Regions from separate parts of the Mus musculus genome. Here all the other regions are linked to region 1. The links are chromatin contacts, called in public Hi-C, HiChIP or PLAC-seq and promoter capture Hi-C maps. All regions are on one chromosome and are shown on one strand. Each heading gives the region's core, a stretch centred on a gene start, on an enhancer-like site or on the middle of the called end of the contact. The rest is flanking DNA. Distances are from core to core; before and after follow the strand shown.

Evidence for each region. Promoter capture Hi-C pulls out the DNA fragments that hold promoters and counts their contacts. Hi-C and Micro-C count contacts between places; a contact is called where the count stands out from the background. HiChIP or PLAC-seq counts read pairs in DNA pulled down with a chosen protein or histone mark.
Region 2: a contact with region 1 is called in an H3K4me3 HiChIP or PLAC-seq map of embryonic basal ganglia, with 3 times the contacts expected there. The contact joins the enhancer-like site here to the promoter of Nell2 in region 1. A contact is called at or near these places in 5 of 39 promoter capture datasets (cranial neural crest, embryonic stem cells, frontonasal cranial neural crest and 1 more), 5 of 115 datasets of contacts at active chromatin or transcription factors (embryonic basal ganglia, embryonic forebrain, forebrain and 2 more) and 2 of 9 other capture datasets (adipose tissue and embryonic stem cells).
Region 3: a contact with region 1 is called in an H3K4me3 HiChIP or PLAC-seq map of neural tube, with 11 times the contacts expected there. The contact joins the enhancer-like site here to the promoter of Nell2 in region 1. A contact is called at or near these places in 4 of 39 promoter capture datasets (cranial neural crest, embryonic stem cells, frontonasal cranial neural crest and 1 more), 2 of 484 Hi-C or Micro-C datasets (cerebellar granule neurons and cerebellum), 5 of 115 datasets of contacts at active chromatin or transcription factors (embryonic basal ganglia, embryonic hindbrain, embryonic midbrain and 2 more) and 3 of 9 other capture datasets (adipose tissue, embryonic stem cells and pancreatic islet).
Region 4: a contact with region 1 is called in a promoter capture Hi-C map of hippocampal neurons, with 4 times the contacts expected there. The contact joins the enhancer-like site here to the promoter of Nell2 in region 1. A contact is called at or near these places in 5 of 39 promoter capture datasets (cranial neural crest, hippocampal neurons, liver and 2 more), 1 of 484 Hi-C or Micro-C datasets (nephron progenitors), 5 of 115 datasets of contacts at active chromatin or transcription factors (astrocytes, embryonic forebrain, embryonic hindbrain and 2 more) and 1 of 9 other capture datasets (embryonic stem cells).
Region 5: a contact with region 1 is called in an H3K4me3 HiChIP or PLAC-seq map of forebrain, with 3 times the contacts expected there. The contact joins the enhancer-like site here to the promoter of Nell2 in region 1. A contact is called at or near these places in 4 of 39 promoter capture datasets (cranial neural crest, liver and stem cell-derived epiblast-like cells), 2 of 484 Hi-C or Micro-C datasets (cortical neurons and embryonic stem cells), 8 of 115 datasets of contacts at active chromatin or transcription factors (astrocytes, embryonic basal ganglia, embryonic forebrain and 5 more) and 2 of 9 other capture datasets (adipose tissue and embryonic stem cells).
Region 6: a contact with region 1 is called in an H3K4me3 HiChIP or PLAC-seq map of embryonic forebrain, with 6 times the contacts expected there. The contact joins the enhancer-like site here to the promoter of Nell2 in region 1. A contact is called at or near these places in 5 of 39 promoter capture datasets (cranial neural crest, hippocampal neurons, liver and 2 more), 2 of 484 Hi-C or Micro-C datasets (cerebral cortex and embryonic stem cells), 8 of 115 datasets of contacts at active chromatin or transcription factors (astrocytes, embryonic basal ganglia, embryonic forebrain and 5 more) and 1 of 9 other capture datasets (embryonic stem cells).
Region 7: a contact with region 1 is called in a Hi-C map of cerebellar granule neurons, with 1.7 times the contacts expected there. The contact joins the enhancer-like site here to the promoter of Nell2 in region 1. A contact is called at or near these places in 5 of 39 promoter capture datasets (embryonic stem cells, hippocampal neurons, liver and 2 more), 1 of 484 Hi-C or Micro-C datasets (cerebellar granule neurons), 8 of 115 datasets of contacts at active chromatin or transcription factors (embryonic basal ganglia, embryonic forebrain, embryonic hindbrain and 3 more) and 2 of 9 other capture datasets (adipose tissue and embryonic stem cells).

Annotation. Positions count from the first base shown.
Region 1 is chr15:95,526,697-95,529,339 of GRCm38.p6, forward strand. Nell2 (NEL-like 2) reads right to left here and starts at 1,318. Exons shown (of 20, transcript NM_001356951.1): 1 at 1,105-1,318; 2 at 581-709. The coding sequence starts at 1,168.
Region 2 is chr15:95,027,985-95,030,627 of GRCm38.p6, forward strand. All of the region lies in intron 6 of Tmem117 (transmembrane protein 117), which reads left to right. All of the region lies in intron 1 of Gm30953 (a long non-coding RNA gene), which reads right to left. Among named protein-coding and RNA genes, the nearest start is that of Gm30953, 10 kb to the right of the region's middle. Within about 2 kb of position 1,332, at least 10 of the 459 cell types and tissues checked have an H3K27ac peak or open chromatin away from gene starts, as enhancers often do. A contact at or near this core is called in embryonic basal ganglia, where this site is marked.
Region 3 is chr15:95,047,972-95,050,614 of GRCm38.p6, forward strand. All of the region lies in intron 6 of Tmem117 (transmembrane protein 117), which reads left to right. Among named protein-coding and RNA genes, the nearest start is that of Gm30953, 9.5 kb to the left of the region's middle. Within about 2 kb of position 1,345, at least 4 of the 459 cell types and tissues checked have an H3K27ac peak or open chromatin away from gene starts, as enhancers often do. A contact at or near this core is called in cerebellar granule neurons, cerebellum and neural tube, where this site is marked.
Region 4 is chr15:95,135,205-95,137,847 of GRCm38.p6, forward strand. All of the region lies in intron 2 of LOC100043315 (a long non-coding RNA gene), which reads right to left. Among named protein-coding and RNA genes, the nearest start is that of Gm30810, 56 kb to the left of the region's middle. Within about 2 kb of position 1,322, at least 29 of the 459 cell types and tissues checked have an H3K27ac peak or open chromatin away from gene starts, as enhancers often do. A contact at or near this core is called in forebrain and hippocampal neurons, where this site is marked.
Region 5 is chr15:95,192,836-95,195,478 of GRCm38.p6, forward strand. The region is part of intron 1 of Gm31075 (a long non-coding RNA gene); the gene reads right to left. Among named protein-coding and RNA genes, the nearest start is that of Gm31075, 9.6 kb to the right of the region's middle. Within about 2 kb of position 1,321, at least 12 of the 459 cell types and tissues checked have an H3K27ac peak or open chromatin away from gene starts, as enhancers often do. A contact at or near this core is called in cortical neurons and forebrain, where this site is marked.
Region 6 is chr15:95,215,835-95,218,477 of GRCm38.p6, forward strand. No RefSeq gene overlaps it. Among named protein-coding and RNA genes, the nearest start is that of Gm31075, 13 kb to the left of the region's middle. Within about 2 kb of position 1,322, at least 18 of the 459 cell types and tissues checked have an H3K27ac peak or open chromatin away from gene starts, as enhancers often do. A contact at or near this core is called in embryonic forebrain, where this site is marked.
Region 7 is chr15:95,235,427-95,238,069 of GRCm38.p6, forward strand. The region is part of intron 16 of Nell2 (NEL-like 2); the gene reads right to left. Among named protein-coding and RNA genes, the nearest start is that of Gm31075, 33 kb to the left of the region's middle. Within about 2 kb of position 1,290, at least 1 of the 459 cell types and tissues checked has an H3K27ac peak or open chromatin away from gene starts, as enhancers often do. A contact at or near this core is called in cerebellar granule neurons, where this site is marked.

The DNA.
Region 1 (2,643 bases), core at 68-2,567:
GGGCTATGCTTCTGTGAACGTCCCCTTGAAATGATTTCAAAATAATCGTAGCAGTAGCATTGCCTTCCCCTCGCCGCTGATCGGCACGGGAGAATGGGGAGCGCTCCATGGTAACCGTGCTTCAAGTACAGACATGTGCAGTAAAAATACCATAAAGGAATTCCTCTGGTCAGGCACCACAGCGCCGAAACTTTGGGAGGTCAGTATTTTAACCAAGATTGAGCTATCTTGTTTCCTTCCCAAATCCATTCCACCCAAATGAGGCGTTTGTGTTACAATTTATTGTTCCCTAGACGCCCAAATCACCCATCTGCCTCTGGAGTTTCTAGTCGGTAATTAAGGCACTATCCATTAGAACCACCAAGTGCACCAAGTAAGGAGGAGGAAAAGGAGTGCGAGGGGGAGGAGGGGAGGAGAAAGAACCCACTTAAAAAGAGTCAGACCCTGAGCTCACAGAGACCCCCTCGCCCCAGCTGGGACTCTCCGCCCGCTCCGTGCAGCGTGCAGCGCCAAGCCAAGTTACCAGAAGCCGCAGAGCCAGCTCCCCGCAACACACATGGGGCTCCACACTGGGCCATACCTTGGAAGAGGAAGGCTTTCGTCCCATTATGCAGTCCCGGGACTTGGCGCACTCCATCTGTAGACTCCCCAAGTTCTAACTCTGTTAAGACGTCAATCTGTAGGGAGGGGTCCACACCAAGCCCCCAAACTGGTGGGAGTGGGGAAGGGTAGGAAAGAAAGAAAGAAAGGGGGCCATTAAAACGCAAGCTTCTACAGCAGCAAAGAAAGCACGCGTCTTGGCGACGATATTGGAAGTGCTGACAAGAGGCAACTCGCTCCTCCACAGGGAGAGCCTTACCTGGACGCGCTGTCAAGCTTAAAATAGCAGAGCGCTGGGTCCCATCTCCTGACCTACTTTAAGCCCCTCTCTGTGCAAAGTTCCCCCTCAGCCACAGACCCTAAGGGTGTGACCCGCCTCGCTGTCCCCAGGACAAGCACAGAAAGGACCCAAATGCAAATCCTCCAGAGCTCCCCAATCCAGAGGGACACCGGGCGGCGACCCCATGGCGGGGAACATCCCGGCCCTGCTCGGCGGCCACTCACCCGCTCCAAGCCCGAGGATCACGCAGAACGTTCTCAGTAACACCCGGGATTCCATGGCGTGCATCGTCTCAGTCCATCGTCTCCCTCTTTAAAAATAAAGATAAAAACCAAGAGGTGCTGGGAGTGAAGCGGGAAAGCCGCGCTGGCCCCTCCTGCGACCGCCTCGGCGTCGCCACCCGGGCTCAGACACCTAAGACCGAGCGGGGCGGCCCCCCCCGGGTGCGCGCCGAACTTGGAGCCGCCTCTGCGCGCATCGCTCCCGCACGCGGCGGGCCGCAGCCGGGTCAGGCTCTCGGGGACCTGCGGGGACCTGCACCGAGCAGCGCCCCGCCGAGCCACGCGGCCCGGGCGCGCACGCAGAGGAAGGGAGGCGGCTTCGGGAAAGCCGGGCCGGGCCGCCCCGCACCCGCCCGCGCTCCCGCGCCCGAACCTGTTGGAAAGGCGGAGACAATGGCGAGAGCCTGGAGCCGCCGAGACCGCTCCGGGAGGGCGGGGCGCGAGCCGGGGCGCGGGCGGGGCGGCCTCTTTTTCCCCCTGCACACGCAGCGCCTGGTCCAGCCAGCCCTGCCCGCAGAGGTCCTCAACCACCCTCGCAAGCCCGCAACCGCAGCCTCCGCTCGGGATCCTAGGATCTCAATGCCAGGTGCCAAGTTGATGGGCGGCGTTTGCACTCACCCCCTCGAAATCGGGCGCGTGTCTCCAAAGCCCGGCGAGAGAAAGGACCACCCAGCCGCAGGAGGCGAGGTTGCAAAGAAAGGCACCCGGCCGCCTCGGGCAAAAGAGGGAAGCCCTCACTTAGACACTCACGCTGCACGGCAGCCCCGGCGCAGGGCACCCCCTCCCGGGCGGGAAAAGGAACCCAGCCAAAGCACGCAAGACTCCTAGGTGAAGCTGGACAGGCGCGGGAGACCGAAGGAGATGGGTAGTGAGCAGGGGAAGCCTGGCCAGCCCAGACTGAGAGGCTTTCTGCCCAGGGCGGGGCGCTGGAGAGCCTCCAGGCGCAGACAGCACACAGAACTTAGCCAAGTGCCAGGAGCTGCTGGACAGCTCCAGAAACCTTAGAGTGCTTCCCAAATCCAAAGTCCAGGACACTACACAGCAGCAAGGGTCAAAGGGCAAGGCAAGGGGATTCTACCCACTGAGAAAAACAAGTGTCAGTACGTGTTAGAATGAATAGATGATACAGATAAGACTATGTATAGATGGATGGATGGATGGATGGATGGATGGATGGATGGATGGATGATGGTAGATGAATGGATAGATGAAGGATGGACGATAGGATGGTAGATAGGTTGATAAGTAGGTTTGTAGATACATAGTAAGATAAGTATATTTTTATTAAGTAAAAGATTGAGCCCAGGAAACTAAGAAGCCCACTCACTGTTGACCATACTCATGTAGACTTTACTCACCCCCCCTCCTCATACATTCTTAGGACTAAAAGAGTGGGATTATTTGTGATTATTAGAAGACTGAATAAATAAATTAAACATCAACGACGTGTATATTTTTCGAGTGCTACCTAAATTTTGCATT
Region 2 (2,643 bases), core at 82-2,581, 500 kb before region 1:
GAATTTGTTTTTTTCAAGTCGGGTTTCTCTGTGTAGCCCTGGCTGTCCTGGAACTCACTCTGTAGACCAGGCTGGCCTAGAACTCAGAAATCTGCCTGCCTCTGCCTCCCAAGTGCTGGGATTAAAGGCGTGTGACACCGCTGCCTGGTGAGAATTTCTTAAAGTGTACTATGGTCCTATTCACTGCCCTTTCCTCCCAGACTTCTTCCTTACTCATGCAACTTTCTGTTTTGGTTTTTTTGTTTTGTTTTGTTTTGTTGTTGTTTTGTTTTGTTTTGTTTTGTTTTGTTTGTCTTTTCCATCAGGTCCAGTTGGGACAGCTCATTTACTGTTGAGTATGTGGCCTTCCGTGAGAAAATGCTCCAGGAGCCGCCTCCCCCTTAAGGAAAACTGAATCTCCATCTCTCAGTACCACTGACCTTACCTCTAGCCTGAGTCATTTGCCAGTTTCCCAATCAGGGCAGAATCTCTGGCAGCCAGACTCTCTCTCCCATGATCCTCTCTCACAGACCACTACCATGACCTATTCAACACCAATCCCTAAAAAAAAAACCCAGAGATTGATCTGTTCTAACATATGAGACATCTGTGTATTTCATATTTATCAGCTGTAGTCTACTGGGGCAACAAGACCCGGCCATATCCTCTTCTAAGGTACTCAACATCTCAAAAAAATTAATGGAAAATTAATAGGAAAATTTAATGAACACTTGAAAATTGGAGGGGTTATTGCAGCCATACAGTCCACATCATTGAAATTTGAGTGAATTTATAGTATATTCAGACATAAAGCTCTCCGCAGTAACACAGTGTTCAGGAAGATAACTAAGTGGAAAGAATTAAAGCTGTTTGGATTATACAAAGGAATAACTAGTTTGTGCTCTGCATCCAAATGCATAATTTCCACCAAGATGATGAAATAGAAGACGTTCATGCTTCCATTGAAAGTTTGATTGGTGTTAAACAGTATGTTAACTGAAAGGCGCGTTGGTTTTCACTTGCTTAAGAATGCTAACAATGCTCACTAAAGCGCCTACATGTTTTTGCATGACAAAAAGGAATATGCATAGTTAATCAGTATGCACTGGGATAATGAGCACGCTATGTGTTTGAGCATCTGCTATATTTATATTTCATTGTGCCCATTAATAGGTAATTTTCCACTGTGCTGTGTAGAAGAAGACTTTTTCTTCTTATTGTTACACAGCAATTTGAAATTAGACTTGTAGTTTTTCTTGCCGCAGTAATCCCGTAGGGTTATTTCCCAACGGGTCCGGCCTTTGAGATAACCACGCCTTCTGCTGCTGCCATTCCCAGTCGGCAAGAACATCACAACAGCCAACGTCAGAGGCCCTGGTGTTTTAATGCTGTTTCTCCACACTTCCAGAGCTGGCTATTAAGATGCCATGGAATGTCCGTTAAGGAAAATGCATCCTGACACATTACACACAACAAGCTAAAGAGCCAGCTTAGGCCTGAACTTCTGTGACAGGTTACAAATGTGGTTTCCTCTGTGGGACAGTGGGACAGTTAAGTGGTTTCTAAACAGAAGCCGAGTCACCTAAATGCAGTTCCACTAGTATCTCTGCTTGGTCAAACACTTTAGCTGTTCCTCAAGGTGATTAAAAACCTTCTTCTCCTTTCACTACAGAGCATGAGAGTTTATATTAATTGTATTAGTTACAGCCGAGTTCCTTTGGAGGGTCCAGAGCAGCGTCTAACCCACCAGACTGTGAACTTCTTGAACAATGAGCCTCTGTCGTTTGTCCAGTTTTCCAATCACTGTCATTTAGTAAACGTATCACAGATCTGCCTCAGCTCAAATTGAGCTGCATTCAATTCATAAAAACTATCAAGACTTTCTACATGACAAACATCCTTAACCCTATTGAAAATGTGAAGCTCTATGGAGGCATTGCATTCTGCCAGTGAGCACGTGACTCCAGGAGAACGTCAATAGCTCTTACAGTCAGCAGATGTACAGCTATAGCACTACATTCTAGCTAGATACAGCAAATGTTAATATTCATGTCATAAGTTACATTAAAGGAGATCTGTAGTTAAAAATTTTAGGCGTGTGTGTGTGTGTGTGTGTGTGTGTGTGTGTGTTGTTTACTATTTCAACTCTAGAATTTTCTGAAACTTTTGGAGGATTCTAAGGCAGAAGGTATTATTACCAGATAGCTAATAGACCATTAACTAGCTTAGATAATAAGATAAGGTCAGCAGAAGATTGATAATATAAGAAAAAGCTTCACATTCCTTCAAGATAGCTCCTCAATGGCTCATGAGACTGGCGTGAGGCACATAAGGAGTTCCTAGACCCACTGAAGCCTGGAGCGTGAATACATCTTGGTTAAACACAAATTACCGTTCTCAGAGGACTCGCTTCCAGAGACGGCACAGAGCCAACCGAGGGGCAATGGGAGGCCGTAAGAGGCACAAGGTTACCTCAGTCAGAAAACCTTCTATCTCGTTGCAGATTCCAGGAAATTTAGTGTGTCTCAGGGTCCTATGTGGAAATGATTGTGAACACCACAGCTGTGGAGCACCATCCAAATACAAGAAAAACAAGAAAGGAAAAATTCTAAGTGTTCTAAAGACTTAAACTGTACCTGGATTTTATGCTTAGTAGGGTTAGGC
Region 3 (2,643 bases), core at 95-2,594, 480 kb before region 1:
ATTTAAAAGTGGGAACCCACACTACTGCATTTGTCAAAAATCCAAGTGAGTTATAACGATTAGACTACAGTTTCGAGTATTTTTGATAACTCATGCTGAGTTATCTATGGGAAGCAAAGCTGTACTTCTGCAGCAGGATCCATTCTTCACACAGCTTGGCACCCAGAGATATATGGCCTCGGCATAAAATAGCTAAAATTGCGTTTCCCGGCAGTTGCCCTCCACGCAGCCCCCTCTGCACTGGGGTCAGGCAGGAGGCTGAGAACACATTCATCTTCTTTTTCATTTATATTCACTTTTTGCCTTTTTCACTTTAGCTTCTTCATTAAGTCAGACATACATGCGTGGTAACTTGAAGTTGTAAAAGAAGCACTTTGCAGAACGAAAGCAACGTGCTTTTGATTGGGGAAACAATTTCAGTAGTGGTAAGCTGTAGAAATAATCAGTCTTCGTGGGGAGTTTTATGTCTTCTCATTTCTCTTAATAATTGTATGCAGAACCGTAATCTCTGGGAAGGGCAGTCAGTTAGAATTAATCTGATAAGCATACTCGTAATATATAGCTTTTATTAGTATTAAAACTAATAAAGTCAGCAGACCCAAAGTAAATAGATTCATGGTGCAGTGTTTTTACTATTATTGCCAAAGGCTGTGGTAACTAAACTTTCATGCTTGGTATGAAAGCTAAATGACGCACAAGAATTTGAAAAATGAGTTTTCTGCACCCCATCTCCATCTGGTTGTATATTTTATTTCGAAATCTATCTATCTTCTGGTGATTACTGCTTTAGACTGATCAAACTTCTGTTGGAATTTACTCATGTGGATAGTGGCTTTGTTAATTTGTCTGTCCGTGTCCCTCAAAATAGAAATGTTGGGTGTGGGTTTAGTTCCCATTGAGCCAACGCTCAATGGCGGGTACACAAGCAATGACCTGGGGGTGCTCTGAAAAGATGTGGCGTTCCACAGCATCCCTGGACTGTGTTTCCCTGGAGTTGGTGTGGACAGACGCTCCCGCATGGTACTGGCCGGCTGGAGGTCCATTTGTTTTTTAAACTAATAAGTCTTTGGTAAAACAATTCATCTAGAGAAGTTTAAAATACACTCAAGGGTTTGCATGTAGAAAAAGCCAAACCACAAACGTTACACGGTTCATTCTGCCAGCCCTGAAAATATAGGCTTGATTCTTCGGGAAAATGTCAATGATAAAAACCTAAAGGAATCCTTTCCCAGAATAATTGGACCAAGGTGCTCTGTGGCTTAGCCATAGCACCAGGAGGCGGTACATAGATCAGGAGTGGTGAATGCAGCAGGCAGCCGCTGACCTAGAGAGCACTAGGAAGCATCTGTACCTCATCTAGCTGGAGGTAAAAACTCAGCAGATCTGGCACAGACTGGGCAGTCTCTGCAGGGCTGTGGTGGCTCGCTGGCTTTCTGCCACTTCCCATGCAAATTCACAGGCATTGTCTTCTTTGGTCGGTTTTAAAAGTTGTCCTTTGTCAAACAACAATATTGGCACACATGCTCAGTTACAGAGGAGCAAAAGGTGCCTGACCTAGGTCCCGTTGACCCTTCTCTGTTTGCCTTTTTCTGGTGCTTAAGCCCATGGTGTCAATAGCACCTCTGGCTGGAAAGACAGCATTGGCAGAGTAAGGTTGGCCCTAGTGCTTCCTCCTTAGATAGTCAGTGACTTCTGAACTATTTTCTTCTACTTATTTCACCTTGATCTTTTTCAGTTGTTCTCCGGCTCTGACCCCTTCCACAGTCTCTGCTGTGTCAGACATCTCCATATGAACGGGAGTCTCCCACACGATACACAAAAACTCCTTCCGTTACCTTAGCATCTCCTTTTGTGTTGGATGACGTCATTGCTCATATGACCAGCCACCCCATCTCCAGAGTAAAGAAAGGCTTGTGGCTTTTTTGTGGCACTAACCTTTGGCACTCCTGTCCAATGTGCTAACTGCAGGCTCATCCCTCAGGACCCCTCACCATTGTCTAGGCTTCTGGAACAACTCTTTAAGGGAAGACTATCTTTGCCCTAGTCACAACTCCACCTACATTCTCTTATGGTCACCTTGATAAGAGGAATCAGGCCACGGAGGGGCAGCAGAGCCACTGTTGGCACCGTGGAATATGAAATATTTTACAATCTTGTAAACACTAAGATTAATTCCCACTCATTAATTCCTTCCACCATGGGTCTCCCACACAGTCAACCACTTGAGTGTCCCACTGCCCTTGCACAGGTCTGTCCCACCCTCGTTGTTTCTGTGCTCCCCCACTAACTCTTCAATTAGCAAAATCACCTCGTCTAGGAAGCCTTTGGTGATCTTAAGTTGTCTCAGTTTCTTTCTTATCCTTGTCTTTTTCATTCTTGGGTGCAGTAATGATGCTCCTATGTTTACGGTCATTTGTTGTTATTTATGTCTATGTCTCCGTTACACTCTGATGTTAGTTGATGCTTTTCTGTTTTCCTTGTTCCCAAATAATGACATGGAGATGTATTGTGTTTATTAAAATGCTTCTTGCACTATAGCTGGGCAGATAATCATGTATTCTAACCCAACTTGATTACTTTCCAGCCATGTGCTCTGTTACCTATCATCTTAGTCTTGCCCTGGCTGCTCCTGCTCTTCCTGTG
Region 4 (2,643 bases), core at 72-2,571, 390 kb before region 1:
GTGCATTATGCATGAATGTCTGTACATTATGAGTGTGTGTGTGTGTGTGTGTTGTATGACAAAACTTCCCAGAGAGATGCAACATACCCATCTATTCATCCCAAATAGGGAAGCCATGATAGACCGAAGTACAGATACCACCAAAGTCCAACGTGGTGAACCAATGAGTTTAATTGGGGTTACTTACAGGAATATGGGTGAAGGGTTACTCCCAGGAGCAGAAATGACACAAAGACAGCCACATCACCAAAGTCCTCCCCAGCATGAGTGACAGCTCACAAAGCTGGGAACCTGGAGGACACTGCCTGCAGGCAGCTCAGCAGGTAGAAAGGTGTCCTTTCCAAGTGGGCTCAGCCTCGTCCAGGCAGCCTATCTGGTCTCAGAGTCTTCTTTTCAGGCCCTAAGAGACTAAGAGGCTTCTTGGAAGCTCAGTTTCACGCCTCTGAGAGGGACTCTCAGCTTTTCTCTCTTACTCTAGCGGGGAGGGACCTAGGGAAGCAGGTGGGTTAACATGGACTTATGAGTTGTTTACCTTCCTGCCTAAGGAACTTCCCTACCGGATGGAATGTTTCCATCTTGATACAGTGTGTGTGCGTGTGCGCGTGCGTGCGCAGGAGTACCCATGTTATTCCTCTCATGTAGAAGTTCTCCCCTCCAACCTAGATCTGAAGTAGGATATTTACTATTCCCTACAACACAGTTCAAGCCAACTGGCCCCAAGCTAGCTGGCCTGTAAGCTTTGGGGGAATTCTGTCCATGTCTCCCAGGTCCCCACAGAAATGCTGAGAATAAAGACTCAAGCTAATACATCTACTCATAAGCACCCCACCCACACTCATTAAATCAGTTGTCATAGCAACAATGTAATCTAGTACTAGAACCACCGTTTTTCACATTCGTGGGAAGATTAAATAACTACTAGTACCACAATGTTCATAGTGAACAGAGCCAGGATGCAGGCTGCAGGAATGATCTTGTGATAGTTACTCTGAGTAGTCTTGTATAGCCTTTGAGATAGTCAGCATGGCAGGCACGGGCTGTGGTGACGACATACATTCTCCTATAGTGTGTTCATCCTCCGTGCTACACTGTACCAAGCTGCACTGTTATGCTGCGCTGCCCCGTGCTGCACTGTCCCGTGCTGTCCTGTCCTGTGCTACACTGCCCTGAGCTGCACTGCCCAGAGCTACACTGTGATGCTGCCCTGCTTCGTGTACTACCCTGTGCTGCGCTATCCCATGCTACACTGTCCTATGCTGTGCTGCCCCGAGCTGTGCTGCCCTGTGTTGCACTGCCCATGTCATGCTGTCCAGTGTGTTGCTACACTGCCCCGTGCTACACTGCTCCGTGACGTCCTGCTCCATGCTGCGGTGCTGTGCTGCCCAGTGCTGCGCTGTCCCGTGCTGCGCTATGATGGCGTCATTGTCCGTGCTTTTGCCCACATGCCTCACAATGTGCTGCTCCTGTCCCCCAGCTCCATGTTCGGACTAGCCATAGGCCATTCGTTTACATTTCTTTTTCTTGAATGCCATCCTCCAAATGTCCACGCAGTCAGCTCTCTTATTTTATTTTATTTTTTTAAGTCCTTGTTCAAATGCCACCGCCTTGGGGACTAGCAACATGACCCTCATCTTCCCATGTTCCCGAGGAAGCTCACCCTGGTCAACATTTTCAGTACCCAGTCATAATGCAGCTTATCATGTGTATGTGTCTCCACCTCACCTCTGCCCCTCAGTGGACTACAAGATTCACGAGGTTAGATTTTTTTTTTCTGGTCACCTCAGAGAATTAGTCCAATTGCCAAAAAACATGCCTGCTGAGCAAATGCCAGCTTCCTTTCTTCTCTCCTGTATTTTGCCCCCCCACCCCCCTTTCCCTGAAGCCTCAGCTGATGCCCCACTCGGTCAAGGAGACCTTCTGTAACTGCTACTCGGCTCCCAGGCTGTGGCTCTTTTGTACTTTTCTGTCACCATTGCCAAGTACAGTGTGTCAGATTCTGTGTCTGCAAGCCACTGATTACGGCATCTCTACAGCAGGGAAAATGGCCACAGGATAAGAGCCGTTCAGCTCTCCATTGCGTCCCCCAGGCCGAGCATGCTGTTATGTGACAAGCCTTACATATAAAGAAACAAGGAGCTGCTGGATACAATAATGAATTCCCACTTGCTCCCAGCCTGTGTCAGACGACAAAGGGCTGTGGGAATCCCATTGGTGGGTCTCTTGTAGCCAGTTTCTATCTTAATTTTCTCAGCAGGTTTGTTGCTGTGATGGTTAATTTTATGTCTGTTTATTAAGCCAAACATTCAGTCAACAACTATTTTAAGTGTTTCTCTGAAGGTGTCTTTGGCAGGATTAACATTTTACACCAACAGTCTGAATAAAGCAGATCGCCCATCCCAATGTGGGTGGGCATCTCATGCAATCTGTTGAAGGTCCAAATGGAATTCAAGAGCTGATTACGATGGGCAGAACAGAAGAAACTGCTGGCTCCTCCTGTCTGTCTGTCTTTGAGCTGTAGCTCAGACAAGACCTGCACAATCAGCTCCTTGAGTCTCTGGACTGCCTAGTGGTGATCATGAGCTCGCCAACTTCCATCAGCTTAGCATACGAGCCAATCTTTCTGAATAAGTGGATATTAAAAAT
Region 5 (2,643 bases), core at 71-2,570, 330 kb before region 1:
GCCCCCAGAAAATGCGTAAGAAACTAGATTGACAAGCCACAGTAGGAAAATGATCTAAATGCAGATGCCATCACTCAAGGCTGTAAGCAAGGGAGCACTGAGTTCATGGGAGGTGTTCCAGAAGGAGCAGCTACTGGTGCCACAGGCAGAAAGCCCTACTGACCAGGAGCAGCTGCTGGAAGCGGAAGTGCTGTCCGGTAAGGCTGCATCCGCGCTCCTCACTGCCGCTTCAGCCTGAGCGGGCTTTGACATCTGGGCGATCAGTATGGTAGCAGCTTAGATTTTTTTTGTTTTTGCCTTTGTTTCTCACTGTATAGCAAGCTGGCATCCAGGCTTCAAAAATGCTATGTACTGCCTTAAACCAGGCTTTAAGACTGTGCACTGTAAATCAGCCATCTGCTTCCTTGTGAGTCTGATTGAAAGTTATGAGATTTGTACACACACACACACACACACACACACACACACACGGAGAGATAGACAGGAAGAGAGGCAGAGAGACAGAGACAGAGGATGATACACACATACATAGACAGAGAGACAAAGAGACACACACAGAGGAAGTTGCGGATACAGAGAAAGAGAGAGAAACAGACACATAGACACACAGAGAATGATACACACACACAAGCGTAGGCAGAGAGACAAAGAGACACACGGAAAGAAAGTCACAGACACACAGAGAATACATACACACACACAGATTCAGAGAGAGAGAGAGAGGGAGAGAGAGAGAGAGAGAGAGAGAGAGAGAGAGAGAGAGAGAGAGAGAATTGTCTTCCCTCTCCCTTCAAGCAACATGAAGACTGGGGAAATCCAACCTATAAATGAGTAGGAGACCAACTTGAGTACAACAGAAAAGAATGGTGGAAGAGAAAAAAAAGATGAGATAGAAAATGTAAAGCATGCCAAAGAGTTAAAAATAACTACAGCATGTTTTCATAAAGAATTCAAAGGCACTGATTTAAATGCAGGGCGAGAAAAACTCAGGGTTTTACTTCATTTCATGTTCAGAGCTAGCATTGCTGCAAAGCAACAGTAGCATTCCTCTGTGGGTTCTGCGAGTCGGAACATCACATGCATTTCCACCCTTGCATATAAGAATGGTTTAGATTGACTTGAAGTTATGATTTAACCACACAAAGACATGGAAGATGAAAACGTGACAAGCACAGGGGTTCTGGGGAGGCCGCTCTGGGGGAGTGAGTTGGCTCAATGCTGTGAGGTGTGGCATTTGCATTCTCTACTGAGCAAGCCTGCAGTAAGTGGGCATCTCTTTGGAGCAAATGCAAACACGGAGCTCTGGCTGTCTTCCCAAACCCGCCACGCTGATCCAACCCAGTGGGATAAAAAGTTAAGACAAGCTGCAGAGTCTTACACAGTGCCCTGAAGTGTCTCCTGAAAATGACGAGGCAGAAACCAAAGCACAAAGAGGAAGAATTCAGAAAGGCATGAAGCAGAATTACTCTATCCATTGATCACTTTTCTGAGCCAGGCTAACACAGTCAGACCCACTTACTCCAGCATTCCATCGTCTCTATCTGCCCAGGAAGAATAGGGATGGAAAACAGAAATCAGAAGAGTCCAGCAACACTCTCATTACCTGTCTGTGTGTTTACCCAGAGAAGAAGGGATTAATAACCCAGTTTAATTAACAAGGCAGCTTTGTTTTTAAAGTATGTATTCTGGTGAATGCATGTATGTATGTGTGTGTGTGGATATGCATGTGGGCATTGTAAGTGTGTACATGTGGGTAAGTGTATTCATGCCTGTGTGTATTTATATGTACCCAAACATGCTTCTGTGCACACATATATGCTCAATGTGGTATATGCAACTTTGTATGTGTATGCCTGTGAGTGTATGTATGTACATACAAATGCATGTGTCTGGGTATATGCTGTATTGCATATGTATACTTATACATTCATGTGTGGGCATATTCACATTCAATTGTGCATATGTATGCACATGTACATTTGTGGGCATTGTGTGTATGTATATGCTATACACTCTTTGCACCTTCATGGTATTTACATGATGGCATATGTACATGTGCTAGAGTGTTTATTCATATGTGTGCCTACATATGTTTATATATGTGTGTGTGTGCTTTTGTGTGAGAGCACCTCCATCAGTGAATTGATGGGTGTATATGTTTTTGCCTTGTTCACATATATGTGTGATACATATGACTGTGTGTCCATATTTAACTGTGTGTACATGTATATTTGCATGTATGTATACATGCTCATTTTATGTGTACTCCTGTCCATGAACATGTATGTATGTGCATGCACACTTATATGTATTCAAATGTGCTTATATGTAAAAATATGTGTTTATATTTGAGGTACATATGTGTATATTTGCCTCTGTGTGTTTTTTTTTGCATGAGTACATGTGTATATATGTGTATATCCTTTGACAAAAGTGAAGCGAAACTATCCTGTGTGGCATGTTCTGGGGATGCATCAGTGAGGGAAATAATGATGCTGGCATCAGGGGAGTTAACTTCTAGCTGAAATCTGGCAATAAGCAATAAAATGATAATTATGTTCAGGGATGGTCAATGTTGTAAAGAAAGAATTAAGGGAAATAGACTTGAAAATGTTAGAGAATGAAGGATAGGATGAACAAAGG
Region 6 (2,643 bases), core at 72-2,571, 310 kb before region 1:
CCTCTTTTCTATATTGCTGCAGGGAAGATGGGCCACTAAGGCTCCTCCCCACAGTGCCCAGACCCGTATCTGCCATAAAGTCACTAAAAGAGACTCAGTGGATGTGGGTTTACATTTTTCTCCATAGGGTCACACATCATCATAGGATATATGTAAACCAAGATCCCTTATCTTGAAAATAAATTAAAATTTTGCTGTTTTCATACTTCTCCATATTTATTCTTATAGTTTCATTATGGAGATATAAAATTATTTAAAAATAAAGTATTGTTTCTAATTTGTACAGAGTTGTACTCTTATTTCTTACTGTTTACCAAAGCACTGAATACTACAAGTGTGCTATTTAGGTAAGACAGCATGCTTTAAACAAAACATTTTACATATGAGAATCACATATTTTGGTATCTGTCATTTGGAACAAAGACTAATTTCGGAATGTCATGCAAAGCATCTATGAACAATGACGAAACTCAACACAAACACTAGGGTTTGGGGGAGTTGCTCTCCCCTTGGCAGATAGAAGGAAATCAAGCAATGGCTATTCAGATTCTCCTGTCTGAAACTCTCCAGAGCCATCTTAGCCCAGTTGCTCCCCAACAGGTCTGTTCTTAAGGATGTTTACTCTGCAGAAGTATCCGCTCCTTCTTGGAAAACACCGAATTCAAAGATGGAAAACAGCATACCAATACCGAAAGGTCGGGATGAAACAAGGTCCCCTCCCCACCACAGAGGGGACCAGCTACACAGCCGGCAGAGTGTACACAGAGGCAGGGCAGCCTCCTGCTGCCTACAAGCATTCCTCCAACTCGAATCTCTTGGAGATGAGTTTACTGTTGTGGAATGGGTGTTCTGCACTTGGAAAAACCAAACCAAAGTCTTGCTCTGAAAACAATAGTTGCTTCTAAACTTACGCACTAGATCAACGACTCTGGGACCACTGCCGTGCCTGGGTTCTGCTGCCCTTCTGAGGAGCTCTTAACTCATCCGTAACAGGGAGCTTGGCTAAATGAGGTAATGCTTAGTGAGCCAAAGCTCATCTTTTATTCAGCATGTGTAACCTAAACTTTGTTCAAGTGAGTAATTTCTGTTCTCCAACGATCTATAGTATTGACTGCCGCTCTCGAGTGTTGAGGCACTGTTCATTTAGGAAAGGCAATCAGTTTCTCATCTTGGGGTACAGCCTAGGTGTCCAGATGGTTGGAAAGATGAAAGGGGGTGCTGCTGGCATAAAACCAAATCAAACCATGACTCTCTGCCAGTGTGGGAAGCGGAGCACCAGGGTGGTATGCTAGTCATTAAAAATGAGAGGAAAGGGATACAATTCAACATATGTTACTCGTGAAGTAGCTGCCTCTGAATGGTCTGCACTGTGTTCAACCTTAGGGAAAGGGAACTGTGCTGATAGAATCTGCTAGCAATGCTTCCTGCTAAAGAGCCAGGGGCCGGCAGTTTCAATGCATGCCACTTTGTTCTCAGATTCCCAGAATGCAGGAAGAGCTCAGCCACGGCATCTTCTCCAATTATCACAGAGTGAGAAACAAGGCATTAACGGTCTTGGTTTAAAGGGAGGGTGCTCTTAAGGAACAGTTAATTATTGCTTTCAGGGCTCTGCAGATAAAATAATAACCTCCCTGGGGCCTGCTATTTATAAGTCTCTAGGGAGGTGATCACTGCGAACGGATTTGCTGAATTAACATCCCTGAAAAGGCACTCGTGTTCTCTTGCCCTTCTTGGTATTGTGAGTTTTCACTCATCTTGTGACCTATGGAAAGTGGGGCCTGCCAGACACCGATATGCTTATAGTCTTGCCTTAGTTTTTACTACTGTGAACAGACACCATGACCAAGGCAACTCTCATAAGGACAACATTTCAATGGGGCTGGTTTACAGGTTCAGAGGTTCACTCCATTATCATCAAGATGGGAGCATGGCAGCATCCAGGCAGGCATGGTGCAGGAAGAGCTGAGAGTTCTACATCTTCGTCTGAAGGCTGCTAGTGGAAGACTGACTTCCAGGCAGCTAGGCTGAGGGTCTTAAAGGCCAGATCCACAGGGCCACACCTACTCCACCTTCTAATGGTGCCACTCCCTGGGGCAAGCATATACGAACCATCACAAGTCCTAAGCAGACTAAAAATGACTTAGGATATGGTACTCCAGCCTTATTTGACATGTATAAGTAACTAATTGAATATAGCCATAGATGTACAGCTTGCGCACGCTCGCGCGCACACGCGAGTACACACACACACACACACACACACACACACACACTTGTTAATCTCATAAAAGCAAGCAAAATAAATTGTTTCAGGAGATTTCAATAGAGATCTCAGTTACATGTAATGGAGAGTATATAAAACCTTCAGCTTAATGTCTATACTCTTGGACACTAAATTTCCTGTTTGCCAGAGCAGCATGGCAGACAAAAAGAGAGACAGCTTATATTCCGATGATATTTTAAATTAAAGATGAGCAGAAAGCTGGACAGAGGCACTTGTGGCAAACCCAGGAAATATAAAGATACTTAAATGTACATACGCAATAAATATTTCCCAGGCCAACATTCTTAGACATGAACATTTCCCTCACTCAGCTCACACTGGCTTTCCCACAGCAATGATGACTTGGTAACGGAGAGTGA
Region 7 (2,643 bases), core at 40-2,539, 290 kb before region 1:
TTTGAAGCCAAGAGACCGGTGAGCTGTCTGGTTCAGGAATGCAGACTTGTGAGGCTGTGGTTGTGTGAGGTCCTGAGTTCTTTCCACGGGGAGCTCATTTGGTCCTCATGCCAGTGGGTGACGTGACAAAGAAGCCCTAGGTTTATAGACCAGGACACTGAGGCCTGAAGTGTTGTAAAACTTTCCCGAGGCCCTTGTCGAGATGGTGAAGATGTCTGGATGGAAACCAGGCAGTCAGGACCCAGGTTTGACTCTTCAGCACAAGGCTACTCTAGGGAATGCACAGCAAGAGGTACCAAAGGACCAATGCGAATGGGTTTCTGTTTTTACGTCTAGGGAGAGGACAGATCAAGTCTGTCCCAGTCTTAGAAAATGTGGTTGCTGCTGTACTGAAAGAAGAATGCTACATCACTGGGGAATGGAAGAGGGGCCAGGGAGGACGCTGAGTCTACACTCTGTTAGGGATCTGTTGTTGGATCTCCTCTGGGCTTCGGCATGAAGATGCCTAGTGTTGGATACATAGGGCTGGAGCTAACGAGATAGGACTGGACCAAGATGTGGACTTGGTTCAGATATGTGCTTTTACTATTTATCCTTTCATAAACAGTGCATCAGACTCACATCCAGATTGCATAGCAGACACCGAAAGTTACTTCCTTGGCTCACACACCCCTTTTACATCAATAATTTCACTGTGCTTAACACAGTCCTGGAACAAATTCAAAGCAGTCTAAGAAGGTTCCCTTAATTCAGAAGGGGGAGGAGTCTCAGTCTCTGTCTCTCTCTCTCTCTTCCTCTGTCCCTTCCTCCCTCTCTCCCTCCCTTTCTCCTCTGCATGATACATCTTTTATGTTATGTTCAAGAGTTTTCCCAACACTTTCCACCCTGTTTCATGGACTCTTCTGTTGAGAGCTTACAGCATCCTCTCTCCTGATACACCTACCACTGTAACCAGTGCAGCTGTCCATATGTTCAATATTTACGTGGTGGGTTGAACTAGGTGCACTTAGTTTGTGTGTTCTTATTAAATAAGTAATGTGTGATATTTGGCTTGAACATGATACTTCAAGCTTAATCGAACCACCAAATTGGATATTCTTTAGAAGTTAAAAAAAAGACAAAACTATGGGCAAATAAGCATTAAATATATAATTTTATGGAACACTACTGGATTGTGTTCCCATTTCTCAAAACTTCAGGTATAGGAGAAATGCTGGCACAGAGCAGGAAAGTGGCATTCCAGCTGTCATCTGGGAAGACAGTCTGACCTGCTGGGATGGACGGGAAGGACTGCCAGGGATTTACATTTCTATTTATGCAGCTCGTGAACATATGCGATGGAGCACCACCAAACACACTGCTCTGGCTTCTCCAGTTTGAAATGTGTCCCCCCTTTTAACAATAGAAAAGTGGCACTTTCACTGATCTAACCATATTCTTAAAGCTGGATATCTCTATATACTAATATTACAATTCTGCAAATCACTCTAATTGCAGGAAACGGGCATCTGCAGGGACTTCTGGTCTGTTTCTTTTCTCTTCTTTTCTTTTAAATGGAATCTTTCTTTTTTAAATGTTAATTTTTATTAGACATTTTATTCATTTACATTTTAAATGCTATCCCCTATTCCTAGTTTCCTATCTGAAAGTCCCCTATACCCTCCCGCCGCCTTGCTTCCCAACCCACCCACTTCCACTTCCTGGCCCTGGCATTCCTCTGTACTGAGGCATATGTTCATAGCTGAGACAGAAGGAAGGACCATCCAGAGACTGCCCCACCTGGGGATCCAACACATAAACAACCACCAAACCCAGACACTATTGCACATGCCAGCAAGATTTTGCTGACAGGACTTTGATATAGCTGTCTATTGTGAGGCTATGCCAGGGCCTGGCAAATACAGAAGTGGATGCTCACAGTCATCTATTGGATGGAACACAGGGCCCCCAATGAAGGAGCAAGAGAAAGTACTCAAGGATCTAAAGGGATCTGCAAACTTATAGGAGGAACAACAATATGAACTAACCAGTACCCCCCAGAGCTTATGTCGCTAGTTGCAAATGTAGCAGAGAATGGCCTGGTCAGCCATCAATGGGAGGAGAGGCCCTTGGTCTGGTCTGTTTCTTAAACCTAGGAGGTTGGCTCTTTTAAAGCACTCCTCCAGATAGTGCTGACTTCGGAGTGAATCGTACAGTCTTCTAAGAAATGCTACAGATTTTATTGATCAATCTTAGTAGACGCGGCTTCCAGAACAATGTTTCCAAAGGGAAAACTTTTCTATGTTTGTGGGTTTTCCTTGAGAGGCATTTCTGCATATCTGACAGGTTCCCTTACTATGCCGTCTTCCATTTCTCATGCTTTATTTCAATGCATCATTGTCTTTTTACTTCCTGAATTAAGAGTTCACTTGTTGGTTTTTTGTTTGAACAGTACGTCTATTTAATATGGTAAATATTTATCTATTCTATAGTTCATACCCACGTTGAATTCTGATATAAATTATATGCCTAACATGCTTCAATTTAAAAGATTCCCTATCTCTCCTCAGTGTGGCTGTTTCTTTTTCTGCGGCTTGATACAATACCCTGACAGAAGTGGCTCCAGGGGGAAAGGGTTCATTTGGGTTTATGATTGTCCTCTGC